2 separate regions of the Mus musculus genome follow, and region 1 is linked to region 2. The links are chromatin contacts, called in public HiChIP or PLAC-seq maps. All regions are on one chromosome and are shown on one strand. Each heading gives the region's core, a stretch centred on a gene start, on an enhancer-like site or on the middle of the called end of the contact. The rest is flanking DNA. Distances are from core to core; before and after follow the strand shown. Region 1 overlaps Fam221a (family with sequence similarity 221, member A). Region 2 has its middle 19 kb from the start of Tra2a.

Region 1 (5,842 bases), core at 1,988-4,487, 92 kb after region 2:
ACTGAGCCATCTCACCAGCCCCGGGCTTCTGTTTTCTACTACAACTAGCTATTTCAGAATAAGAAAAAAAGCATGTTATGTACAAAAAAAATCATAAACATTCTATAAACAACACTTTTCAGGAATTACAGGGAGATAGTTTTAAAGAGAACTTCTTCCCATTTTGAACAACTTCTATTTTTTTTAAATTTGTATTTTTTCCCTCTTGCAAAGCAAAATTTTCCTCATAGAAATAGTGCAGGCTGAAATTAAACCTTGAAACATCTGATCACCCACTACATACTATGAGTCTGAGCTTGTGTAAATCAGAGCATGTTTTCAGAGATCATAGAGGTCAGAGGTCAGGTATGGTAAGTAGTTTTGCTGACTGCACTGATATATTTTTAATTTTAGATACTGTTTTTTAAATGATGAAAACATAATTTTTAGCAGTTTAAGCTTAAGATTTTTATTTTCTTGAGTTAGGGTAGGCCTTAGTGTATAGTCCAGGGTGGCCTCCAATTTATCGTCAGCCTCTTTAGATAGTGGGAGTACAACCACCACATCTGGTTTAGGCTCAAGCTTTTAATGAGAAGAATGAATGTTTGTTTCAGAATTGAAGGAGAAATTGAGATGAGTATGTGATAATTCTCAAGTGGCAAACCTTGGTAAGTGTCTGATTACTTTTTTTGTTGCTGTGAGAAAATACCATAGTCAAAAGAAATGTAAGAAGGAAGGATCCATTTTAGCTCGGGGTTCCAGAGGGATAGAGTCTGTTCCAGCTGGGATGGTGCGGCCCGGCCTGGCGTGGTGGCAGGAGTCGGAAGATGGCTGGCTATACTTTGTCTGCACTCAGGAAGCCGAGAGAGACAGAACAGGAAGTGGAGAAGCTATATTCCCTCAAAGCTGGCCTTGAACAATGGACTTCCTCCAGCAAGGCTGCACCTCCTAAGGGTTCCATAATCTTACCAAACTGTGCCACCAGATGGGGACCAAGTGTTCAGATGCAAGAACCCGTGGGGGGCATTTCTTAGTCAACCCACCACAGTCAGTGAAGTTGTGTTTTAAAATTGTTTTAAATGGGAAGTCTTTTATATGGGAAGCGAGTGGAGAGAAGATTTCTTTCCTCAGACATCGTTGGGTCCGTAGGTAAAGTACCTCAAATAAAAGGGAAATTGACCAGGGAAAAGCGTACAGAGTCAAGTTTTATGTGGCATTGGAGTGAAAGAAAATAAACTCGCAGGAAATCCTGTACCTTGATGCTTAGGTTGGTTGAATGGTGGACAACCAGGGAGCAAGATGACTGAACAACAACAGAGTGTGACTGAGTGGCAGTGGGCTAGGGAGCTTGGGGAGGAAGGCCTGCTTGTCTAGATTCTTCTCTGGGCTGTTCTGTCTTCAGAAATAAGTGTGTTCTTTCTTTCCAGGTAGAGAGGGAGGCTCCTGGAATGAGGGGTAGGGCCTGCTTCAGGGGAGAATACTTGGGATGGTGGGAATGGCATTCCTGCTTTGGCTGCTGGCTCAAGACATTGTTCACACCTCCTGAACTCCATCAGAAGCGGACATTTTATTGTTTCTGTTTGTAATTTGGCTATGTATTTGTGCTGAAAGTCAAAATCCAAGTCACAGCCGCTTTTTAATTAAGTATACAAAAATAATTTAATTTCTGGTCTGGAAAATACTCAAGGATTAAAAGCAATGCTTGTTGCTGTTGTTGTAGAATTGTTGGTGAGGATGATGGAGGGAAACTTTTTACTCCTGAAGAATATGAAGAATACAAGAAAAAAGTTTTACCCATGCGTTTACAGAACAGATTATTTGTGAGTTGGCGGTCACCAACAGGAATGGATTGCAAACTTGTTGGCCCGGAGACATTGTGTTTTTGTACCCATAGGTAAGATACTGTATCATTTTCTTTTTTTTAATGTTTTTTAAAATTATGTGTGTGTGTGTGTGTGTGTGTGTGTGTGTGTGTGTTTGTGTATCTCTGGGTGGGTATGTGCAGGTGACTGCAGAAACCTCAGGCATCAGATCTGCCTGGAGCAGGAGTTACAGATGGCTGTGAGCCACCTAAGATAGGAACAGTGACCCAGACTCGTGCACTTCACTGCTGAGCCGTCTCTCCAGCCCACTTTATCATGATTTTCAGATGGCTAGAAAATTACAACTATAGCAAAAACGTGTCTTCCTCCTGTAAATAACAGCATGATGATTAAGAAACATTTGATGCTGGCATTTCCATAGTGCTCTAGAATTATGTTAGGGATTATAAATATATAATAAACTTCCATACCCTGTTAAACTTATCACAGAGTCTGTCACCATGAGCAACTCTTGGGTTGCCATTGGTAACAGAAGATGATGTTTTCCCAGGGGTCTTTCAGTTTGGGGAAAGTAGCATCTGCTGGTCCTGTTGTTAGGTAGGTAGGTGCTGTGTTGTTAGATAGGTAGGTGCTGTGTTATTAGATAGATAGGTGCTGTGTTGTTAGATAGATAGATAGATAGATAGATAGATAGATAGATAGATAGATAGATAGGTGCTGTGTTGTTAGATAGATAGATGCTGTGTTGTTAGATAGATAGGTAGATGCTGGGTTGTTAGATAGGTAGGTAGGTGCTGTGTTGTTAGATAAGTAGGTGATGTGTTGTTAGATAGGTAGATGCTGGGTGGCCACGCTGATCTGTGCTGTTCAGACTACTCATCCACAGCAGACCCACTTCTCCTCAGAGCTAGGAATCGCCCTCAAATCCTCAAGGAGTACTGCATTGGTGGTTTTCATTCTCTATTTGTTTGTTCATTTCTTGGAGAGAGGACCGCGCTATTTATCTCAGGCTGGCTTGGGACTTGCTGTATATTACTAACTAGCCTCAAATTCATGATTCTCTGGCCTATCAGGTGCTGGGATTACAGCCATGTATCCCCATACTTGGCCTCATACCTTGAACAAACAAAAATGCAAATTCTTTTGACTTCAAATTGTTGTGTTAAAAAACATTGCCTAGAAGAGAGACCTGAGGGACCAGTCATAAATGTGTGTTATTTGTATTGTTGTGCCTGTGCATTTCTTCCGATTTTTCTATCAAAATGACCAAATTGCTTTGCAAAATGTACAAAACAAAAGAACCACTGAACACGGTACCTATTTTTAGGGGCCAGGTTTAACTTTTCAGCCTAAGGAATCCATGGAAGGGGAACTGCCTTGTTTCAACAGCACTTCTGAGGCTGTTTCTGAGAGACTCTTTGTCTAGTTGCTGTTTACAGAGTTGCTACAGAGTTACAGTAGTTGTTAGGCAGTTGCTAGGATGAGTAATGTGTATAGATTGCCTCTCAGCTTACCTAGAAACCCTGACTAAAGACACCAGGGAGGAGTGGAGGGTGATGGCTACATGTTTATATCTGTCAAAACTGTAGGGCACGGGCAAACCTGTGGTAGTCTTATAATCTGTGCTTGTGAACATTTAATGTCAGTTTCTGTGTGGAATTTGTACAGCCTGAATATGATCCTCAAGATTCAACCCAACTGCAATGAAGACATTACTCTGTAGTATTCATCACTTAATAAAATTCCTATCCAATGTGTGTCTTTCTGTTTATAAAAAATGGGGAGTATACAGAATGGTAGCCGGACGCTGACCACCCAGAGCCTGTCCGTACTTTTCATTTTATCTGTGTAATTTCCTCTTTGCCTTGTTTATTTAGTTTCATATTCTGTGCATGTATAAATTATAAGCACTGTTTTTTTCATGATTGAGTCACAGAAAATGTGTATGTGCATAGCCATTAGTAATCTGAAGGCAGGTTTTATAATTGCTCTGTGTTCCAGCTAGTCCAGTGGTGTTCACTGTTGTTCTCGAAGCCATGAGCGAGACTCAGGCATGTGCCAGGCAGAAAGGCAGGTTACACAAATGGGGATTCCAATTCCTGTCCTTCCCGGGCCTAACCGACTCAACTTCTAAATTATCACATATATAGTATTGTGATTTGGTAAAGGCTTTTATCTAAACAGAGGGCTTTGTTGCTTAAAAAAATGTGAAGATGGCTCTCTAGAAATGGATTTATGCATTCTGCTAGTGCATTTACTATTGATAACACCACCTTAAAGTCAAACCCTAATCTATATATATGTAGAATTATTTTTTAAGAGTGTATTTTCCAAAATGAATTCTAGGGTTAAAGGATGAAAGTTTTAGAGTTTCTTGAAATAAGTAAATTACATTAAAGTTATATTAAACTTATTTTAGGTTTAGATAGCAAAGGATAAAAATAAATTTAAGTGATGCACTTTAATGAAGACCATTCTTTGTAAAAATCTTGCATTTATTTATCTGTTCATTCATTATTTCTTTACTTATGTGTATGTGCATGCATGGGGGTCAGTGGATCCAGGGATTAAACTCAGGGCATTAGGCTCGGCAGCAAGTGCCTTTATCCACTGGCACATCTCACAGGCCCTTTTAGCTTTCTTGGTGTGCTAGGGTACTCACTGTCTTATACACAGTAGGCAAGTGATCTATCACTAAGCTGTATAATTTTATATGATTTTATAGTGCGTGTGTATGAGATAGAGAGATAGGTGACACAGGCCTGCTCTGCCACAGTGTGGATGTGCACAGGACCACTTAAGGGGAGTGGTTCACTCCTCCCACCATGTAGATTTTAGGTTTCAAAATAAGGTCATTGGATTTGGCGGCAGACCCCTTCCCTGACTTGCCACTTCCCTCGCACCTTAATATTTTGACAGGGTTTTGCTGAATAGCCCAGGCTGGCTTCAAACTCATGATTCTCCTGCCTCTGCTTTCTGAGTGCTGAGGTCGTACGTGTATACCACTGCACCCGACTCAGTAGAAACCTGCTATAAAGAGCTGTTTTGTGTGGCTGGTTATATTTTAGTAGTGGAACAAACATGATGTCTTAGGTTTGATTTCCAGCACAGTCCCTATAAAATTAGGAACATTCTCTTCTACTGAGGATATGCATCCCAGACTAAAGAACTGCAATGGCAAGGATTTTAAGGGATTTATATTTCTTCATACAGTTGTGAAACTTTTTAAATAATCAAAAATTAAAATCTGAAAACGTGAAGGCTCCTGACTAAAGCTGTTAGAAGTGTCCATGTAGGGGTTTACTTACCATATTAATATAAATAGATAACAAGAGATAAAAACAGAATCAAAATAATTACGTATGCATCTAATAGACACCAAATTGTAATGTTTGACAACATCCAAATGTGTTTGTGTTTCTATTTTCTAAAGGTATAAACAGCACAAAACTGACTTTGAAACGATCCCACAGCAGCGTCCCATTGCCCTGCCGTGCCGAGTGAGTGGTTGCCGGTGCAAGGCTTACCACTATGTCCCTCTGAATGGTACCCAGCCTATTCGCTGCAGGTGCAAGCACTTTGCTGATCAGCACAGTGCCGCTCTTGGCTTCACATGCAATGCCTGTAAGTTCCATTCTTATGCGAAGTTGCAGAGTGCTCTAAGTTCTTCATTAAATACTTATTGGATTTGACAGTTCATTTAGTTACAAAGTCAATATTTAGCTACAAAGTAAAATTCAATGCGTGGAGACTCAGTTCTTGGAATGTTTGAAGTTCAGTCATTATAAGTAACAGGGATAGATTTTAAAGAATTACTAGACAAGACCTGATTATTATTATTATTATTTCATTTTTATTTTTGGAGACAGGGTTTCTTTGTGTTGCCTGGCTGTCCTGGAACTAGCTCTGTAAACCAGGCTGGCCTCGAACTCACAGAGATCCATCTGCCCCCTGCCTCCTGAGTCGCTGGAATTAAAGACATGAGCCACCACTGCCTGGCTCAAAAGTTGTTTTTTGTTGTTTTCTAAATTTATTTTAAT
Region 2 (6,354 bases), core at 1,532-4,031:
ACATGCCATAATTTTATCCCCCCACCTCCAAAAAAAGTCAGAAAGGTTCTTTTTTTTTTTTTTTTTTTTTTTTTTTCATTTTGAGACAGTGTCTTACTATTCAGCCTATGCTAGCTTTGAGCAGGTGGTTCTACAACAACACTATCTTGAGTGCTGGGATTACAGGTGTGTGCCACTATTCCTGATCTCCCAATATAGACCAAGCTGGCTTTAAACTCACAGAGCTCTGCCTGAATCTGCTTCCCTCCTGCTGGGGACGCAGGCATGCACCACCATGCTCAGCTAAGTACTGGCTCTTGGTAATTTTATAAAATAAGTGCAGGGTCAGTCAGCGCTCTCTCCACCAACACCCTAACCCTGCCTCCCCAGAGTCTTGCTGTGCAGTTCACACTTGCCTCAAACTCTGGTTCAGCCCCACCATAAGTGCTAGGATTATAGCCGTGTGCCACAGCCTGACTCCTCTATTCATTTTTCATTTGGCCAAGGAGGGGGAAGGGGAAATGAGACACAGAGAAACCAATAATTCCCCCACACTCACACAAGTGGTAAATGCAAAGCTGAGATGATTCAGGAAGGCTAAATTAGGGTCCTCCAATCTTAAATCTCTATAGCATTCACCTTGATAGAAAAGTACATTGATGGACCTGGAGTTACACAGTAGAGAGGGTCCTATCAGGGGTGAGGACCTGGCTAAGAGATGGAGAAAAAGCCCAGAAACACAGAGTAACCCATGCCGACCAGTGACAGTAGGGAGATATGAGAGGAGTGGTCACCTCAATGCTGCCTCCCTGAATGGATGTTTTGAATCTCATACAGTTAACAGCTGTTCTTTGGGTAAAGGGGATCATGGGGGATTCTCAGAAACGTTTTCCATCTGACCCTGTCAAGTTCTGTATCAGCAACACTAGTGTCTTCAATATTTTCAGGGTCAGTGCTCTGGGAAGCAGACAGGCATCAGAAGTCTAGGCATCGGGCTGGAGAGATGGCTCAGTGGTTAAGAGCACCGACTGCTCTTCCAAAGGTCCTGAGTTCAAATCCCAGCAACCACATGGTGGCTCACAACAATCCATAACAAAAATCTGATGTCCTTTTCTGGAGTGTCTGAAGACAGCTACATATAATAAATAAATAAATAAATAAATAAGTCTAGGCATCAAGTGCTTTTGGGAACAAATATGATTGAATTCTGCCTTCAGTACCTTCTAAGCAAATCTTAGAAAACATATCCTTAAACAGGGGGTCTGGGCTTAAGATCCTGTGTCTACCACTTAGGTTCTGGGGCAAGTTTGATAAATCTCTGTGTAAAATGGAAATAAAAAATATTTTAGGATGATTGTGAGGTGTTAATATGTCCACAGTGCTCAGCTGGTACTTGGCACACAGAGATTGCTCAGTTATTTATTTTTGCTTAATGTGGGCATAATGTTATTGAGCACTGTGTAAACATTATCCTTGTATTATTCAAATGCTGATTTCTCTGCCTCTGTATCTGGTTGCAATCCAGTCATTGAAATGCTTGTTCTAAGGACCTCATGTCTCAGTGTTGTGTAAACAGTGCTCTGCATTTATTCTCTGATCTCCAATAAAAGCTGGTCAGCCAATGACTGAGCAGGGAAGAGAATAGGGCTGGGCTTCCAATTCCAGCGAAGGGAGGGGAGAGAAAGGAGAAGAAAATTCACCAAATGGAAAGGGTCCAAGAGCCATCAGAACATACTTGGAGCAGAGAGAGCCAGACCAATACTAAAAATACAAGGATTTTGGCTGGAAGGTGGCTAGATTAGTTTGGAGGATTAGAATAGATTAATAATCTATCAATTATTGTGCCATAAAGCTTTTCAAATAAATCTATGGTCTCTGTCTCATTTATTTGGGAGTTAGCCAGATAAAGAAAATAGTACCACTATTTAAATTGCTTTAACAGCTTAATAATGGAGAAATCTAGAACTTAGGGCAATCTTTTTTTTCTTTTTATTAGATAATTTCTTCATTTACAATTCAAATACTATCCTGAAAGTACCCCATACCTTCCCCCCCAGCCCCCCCACCCTGCTCCCCAACCCACCCACTCCTGCTTCCTGGCCTTGGCATTCCCCTGTACTGGGGTATCTGATCTTTGCAAGACCAAGGGCCTCTCCTTAGGGCAATCTTTTTGGGCAAATCTAAAACTATTTATTTTTTCTCCTTTCTTCACCCCTTTCTTTCTTTCTTTCTTTCTTTCTTTCTTTCGTTCGTTCGTTCGTTCTTTCTTTCTTCCTTCCTTCCTTTCTCTTCCTATCTGGAAAGAAACACAAATCAGTCTCTGTAATTTTTGTGTGAGAATGTAGATCTTTTAGAGGGCTCTCTGAAGTGGAAACTTCTAGTTCTTTGGAAAGTTAGCTATGTCAAATGATGTTTTCTGGGGCACATAGGTGAAAGGATGTCTTGCTAAAGCAAACACATGAAAGAATATTTTCCTGAAGCAGACACAGGTGAAAGAATGGTTTGACAACAGACACATGAAAGGATGCTTGATGAAGGAGCATAAATGTGACCACACAGACAGTGGGAGACTGGCAATGAGCATTGGTTTGATTTGCTCCACCTTGGTATTCCTCATTAATGACACACAGTATTGGTTCACCTTACATAGTGTTGTTGAGTTCAACTCATGGTAATGACACCACTGAGAGACACTTGCCCAAGAACTGCTTGTGTGGTTCCTGCAGCAGCTTGTCACTTCCGCAGCCTCACCTCAGGCAACTTGGCAAGCCTGGCAGTTTCTTCAGGACTAGACTACAGTTGCTGGCTCATGCCTGGTGTCTGCCTGCCAAGAGGACTGGACTGTAGCTGCCAGTGCCTGTGTGGTATCTGTCTGCCTAGAGGACTGGACTGCAGCTGCTGAGTCATGTTTGATGTTTGCTATGGAACTGAACTGCTGAGAAAGATTGAGCTAGCCCCTAAAGTAACTATTGCTGAACAGGTCCACTTCCTCCATATCTTAATAACCTTTATTTTCCCTTACCTCTGCTGGGTGGTGGACTAGAAGAGAGGTTAAACCCTTATTAAAAATTAATTTTTAATAATTAATTAATTTAATTGCAAAAAATTTATGCCTACAGCTCTCTCTTCCTCATTCTGTCTCTGAGTGTGTGTGTGTGTGTGTGTGTGTGTGTGTGTGTGTGCACGCATGTGATGTATGGCACACATAGAGACCAGAAGAGGGCATCAAATGAACTGGAGCTAGAGTTATAGGCAGTTGTGAGCGACTCAGTGTGAGTATGGAGAACCAAAGTCTGAGAACTGAGATGACCATGACCATGCCTTCTAGATGTCAGTATCCCAGATCCTCAGAAACATGTCAATATTTGAACAACTGTTAGAAGATATGAGAAAGCAGAGGCAATTATCCTGTGTAACTACCCTACATAGGCTAATTGTCTCTGTCTCCAGAGTGTTGGGATTTAAGGCACACAGCACCACACCTGGCCTTATAAGGTTTTACATGAATAAACCTTAGCAAATGTCGACACACTGGAATAAGTTAGAGCTAGAAGCAGCAAAGAAGCAGTAATCAGTCATATGTCCCATGAAAAGAGATGTCTGGTCCGTTTTGTAGTTTTAGAACATATGATTGTTTTCTCTGTGTTCACACATGATTAAAGGGTGCCAATAGTTTGACTTAATCCATCACAACCACAGAGTAACTTATCTGATGTAGGCATTCCATAGGATTTATTTAAGTAGGCCACCAAGGTTTAATTGTGAGTTCTCAGCCAGCCAAGACTGTATAGCAAAGGAGACATTGCTTGTCTCAAACAAGAACAACAACAAAGACCCTACCAACAAACAAAACCCCCACAGCTGGAACAGAAGCTCATAAGGAAAATGAGAGCATGCCCAAGGGCTCCTGACAGAGCTCCTGACATGTAGTGAAAGATTTACATTCTGGTCTGGGGAGATGCTCAGTGGGAAAACGCATGTGCTATGCAAGCCTGAGGACCAGAGTTCAGATCCCTAGAACCCATGCAAGGCTGAATGTGGTGTCTTTGTCTGTAATCTCTGTGCTCCTAAATCCAGATGGGAGGTGGAGACAGGAGAGAGGCCCAGCCAGCCTTCTAGGAGCAAGTGGTCAATGATGAAAGAGGCCCAGTGTCAAACAAGGTGGACGGCTGGGACTGACACACCTGAGATTAAACAGGCAGGGTGGTGGTGCTGGTGTGTGAATGGCAACCGAGGAATGATATCTGAGGTTGTTCCTTGGCCTACATACACACACACACACACACACACACAGACGGAGAGGGAGAGGGAGAGTGAGAGAGGGAGAGGATATCTGAGCTTGTTCCTTGGCCTACATACATACAAAAGCTTACTTTAGCAAAGAAGTTGGCCAGTGATGATGACGATGATGAAAACAACAATGACGACTGCAACTTTTTTTGTTTTTTGAGACGAGGTCTTGCTATATAGACTGTACTGTCTTTGAAGCCCAGGCTGGACTTTGATTTGAAATCTTCCTGCCTCAGCCTCCCAAGTGCTGGAATCACAGGCATGTGTGACCATACAGTCTTTTAGAGAACATATCTTTTTTTGTTGTTGTTGTTTTTCGAGACAGGGTTTCTCTGTGTAGCCCTGGCTGTCCTGGAACTCACTTTGTACACCAGGCTGGCCTCGAACTCAGAAATCCACCTGCCTCTGCCTCCCGAGTGCTGGGATTAAAGGCGTGCGCCACCACGCCCGGTTTAGAGAACATATCTTAATGGAAAGTAGAGAAAGAAAAGACAGTTGCTGTTGCCGTGATAACTTCTGAATCTTGCCTCAGAGTGGACCATATGTAAGGCTATATATTTAGTAGGATATAATAATAGTACTGAGACAGGTTTTCTCTGTGTAGCCTTGGCTGTCCTCAAACCTGTCTGTAGACCAGGCTGCTCTTGAACTCACAGAGCTCCACTTGCCTAAGCCTCCTGAGCACTGGGATCAAAGGTGCGTGCCACCATGACAGCTGAGGAAGTATCCCTTAATTACAGCATGTATGATTAAAGGGGGTTGGAGGTCTCACTGACTCTAGATTTAACAAAACCAACCACATGTCCAGCTCTGAAAGGAGAAAGGGTATCTGGAGAGCGGCCTGCACTCATTACTGGTTGCCTTTCTCCCTAGGAGGAGCAAAGAGAGCTGGAGTATGTTGCAAAGACAGTGTCTAGAAGACTGAAAGAGATATTCCACAGGAACAGTAGAGGAGCAGGACGTTGTATATCAATATACAAAGTGTGACGACATTGTATGTAAAATGATAGTCACACATTTCCCCCCTCACAGAACGCTTTGCTCTTGCACTGTGACTCTGATCCTCTTCCCAGAGGTGGTCAATTTCTCCCCGTGCTTTAATCTGACCTTCCCTGTGATAGCTTTGGCCCACAGACTTGTGCAGCACTGTGGCTGTTTCAGTTCTTAGTTGAAGGTTTTAAGAGTCCTGAAGGGTTTCAGCTCTTTCTATTTGGTCATTATCAGCAAAGAAACCAAGATTCCTTGCTGATTGGTCATTACATGGAGAGGAAAGGCAAAGTGACAACAGGGACAGCCACCAGACATGTAGTTGAGGCCATCTTACATGAGCCCCAGGAGGCCTATCAGATGACTTCAGCAGTAAGAGTCAGTCCATGGAAAACCAAGAAAAAGCCACACACAAATGGGCTCTGCTTTGAAGCTCAGGACTGAAAAATAGCAGACGTAGAAGTCAAGGAGGGGGACTTCCTGATGACTTCCTGGTGACTTCCAGCCTAAAGGATGGAACTCGAGCCAAGATGTGGATGGTGCAGGAAGTCAGACTTCTTTTACAACGATGGGAAAATTTTAAGTGAAATTTCCTAAAGGTGAAATAAACGTCACTTAAAAATGTTTATTATTGGGGCCGGAGAGATGGCTAAGCGGTTAAGAGCACTGACTGCTTTTCTGAGGTCCTGAGTTCAAATCCCAGCAACCACGTGGTGGCTCACAATCATCCGTAATGAGATCTGGCACCCTCTTCTGGAGTGTCTGAGGACAGCTACAGTATACTTACATATAATAAATAAATAAATCTTAAAAAATGTTTATTATCGTGGGGGAGGTTCTGGTTTGTTTCAGTTGACAGAATGAAACTCAGAGGTAAGGAATGATGAAGGAAGGTTGGATGCAGTCTTGGTTTGTTTTTGGTTTTGTTTGGGGGGGTTGGTGTTTTGTTTTCTTTTGATTTTTCAAGACAGGGTTTCTCTGTGTAGCCCTGGCTGTCCTGGAACTCACTTTGTAGACCAGGCTGGCCTTGAACTCAGAGATCCACCTGCCTCTGCCTCCCGAGTGCTGGGATTAAAGCACCGCCTGGCTGGATTCAGT

Evidence for each region. HiChIP or PLAC-seq counts read pairs in DNA pulled down with a chosen protein or histone mark.
Region 1: an HNF4G HiChIP or PLAC-seq map of pancreatic cancer cells shows a contact between it and region 2. The contact joins two enhancer-like sites. A contact is called at or near these places in 1 of 39 promoter capture datasets (neutrophils), 7 of 484 Hi-C or Micro-C datasets (the CH12 cell line, bone marrow-derived macrophages, cerebral cortex and 4 more), 12 of 115 datasets of contacts at active chromatin or transcription factors (the 230-238 cell line, bone marrow-derived macrophages, embryonic midbrain and 7 more) and 3 of 9 other capture datasets (adipose tissue, liver and pancreatic islet).

What each region holds. Positions count from the first base shown.
Region 1 is chr6:49,370,869-49,376,710 of GRCm38.p6, forward strand. It overlaps Fam221a (family with sequence similarity 221, member A), which reads left to right. Exons shown (of 7, transcript NM_172727.3): 2 at 1,700-1,873; 3 at 5,236-5,426. Among named protein-coding and RNA genes, the nearest start is that of Fam221a, 6.1 kb to the left of the region's middle. Within about 2 kb of position 3,238, at least 30 of the 459 cell types and tissues checked have an H3K27ac peak or open chromatin away from gene starts, as enhancers often do. A contact at or near this core is called in pancreatic cancer cells, where this site is marked.
Region 2 is chr6:49,279,545-49,285,898 of GRCm38.p6, forward strand. No RefSeq gene overlaps it. Among named protein-coding and RNA genes, the nearest start is that of Tra2a, 19 kb to the left of the region's middle. Within about 2 kb of position 2,782, at least 25 of the 459 cell types and tissues checked have an H3K27ac peak or open chromatin away from gene starts, as enhancers often do. A contact at or near this core is called in pancreatic cancer cells, where this site is marked.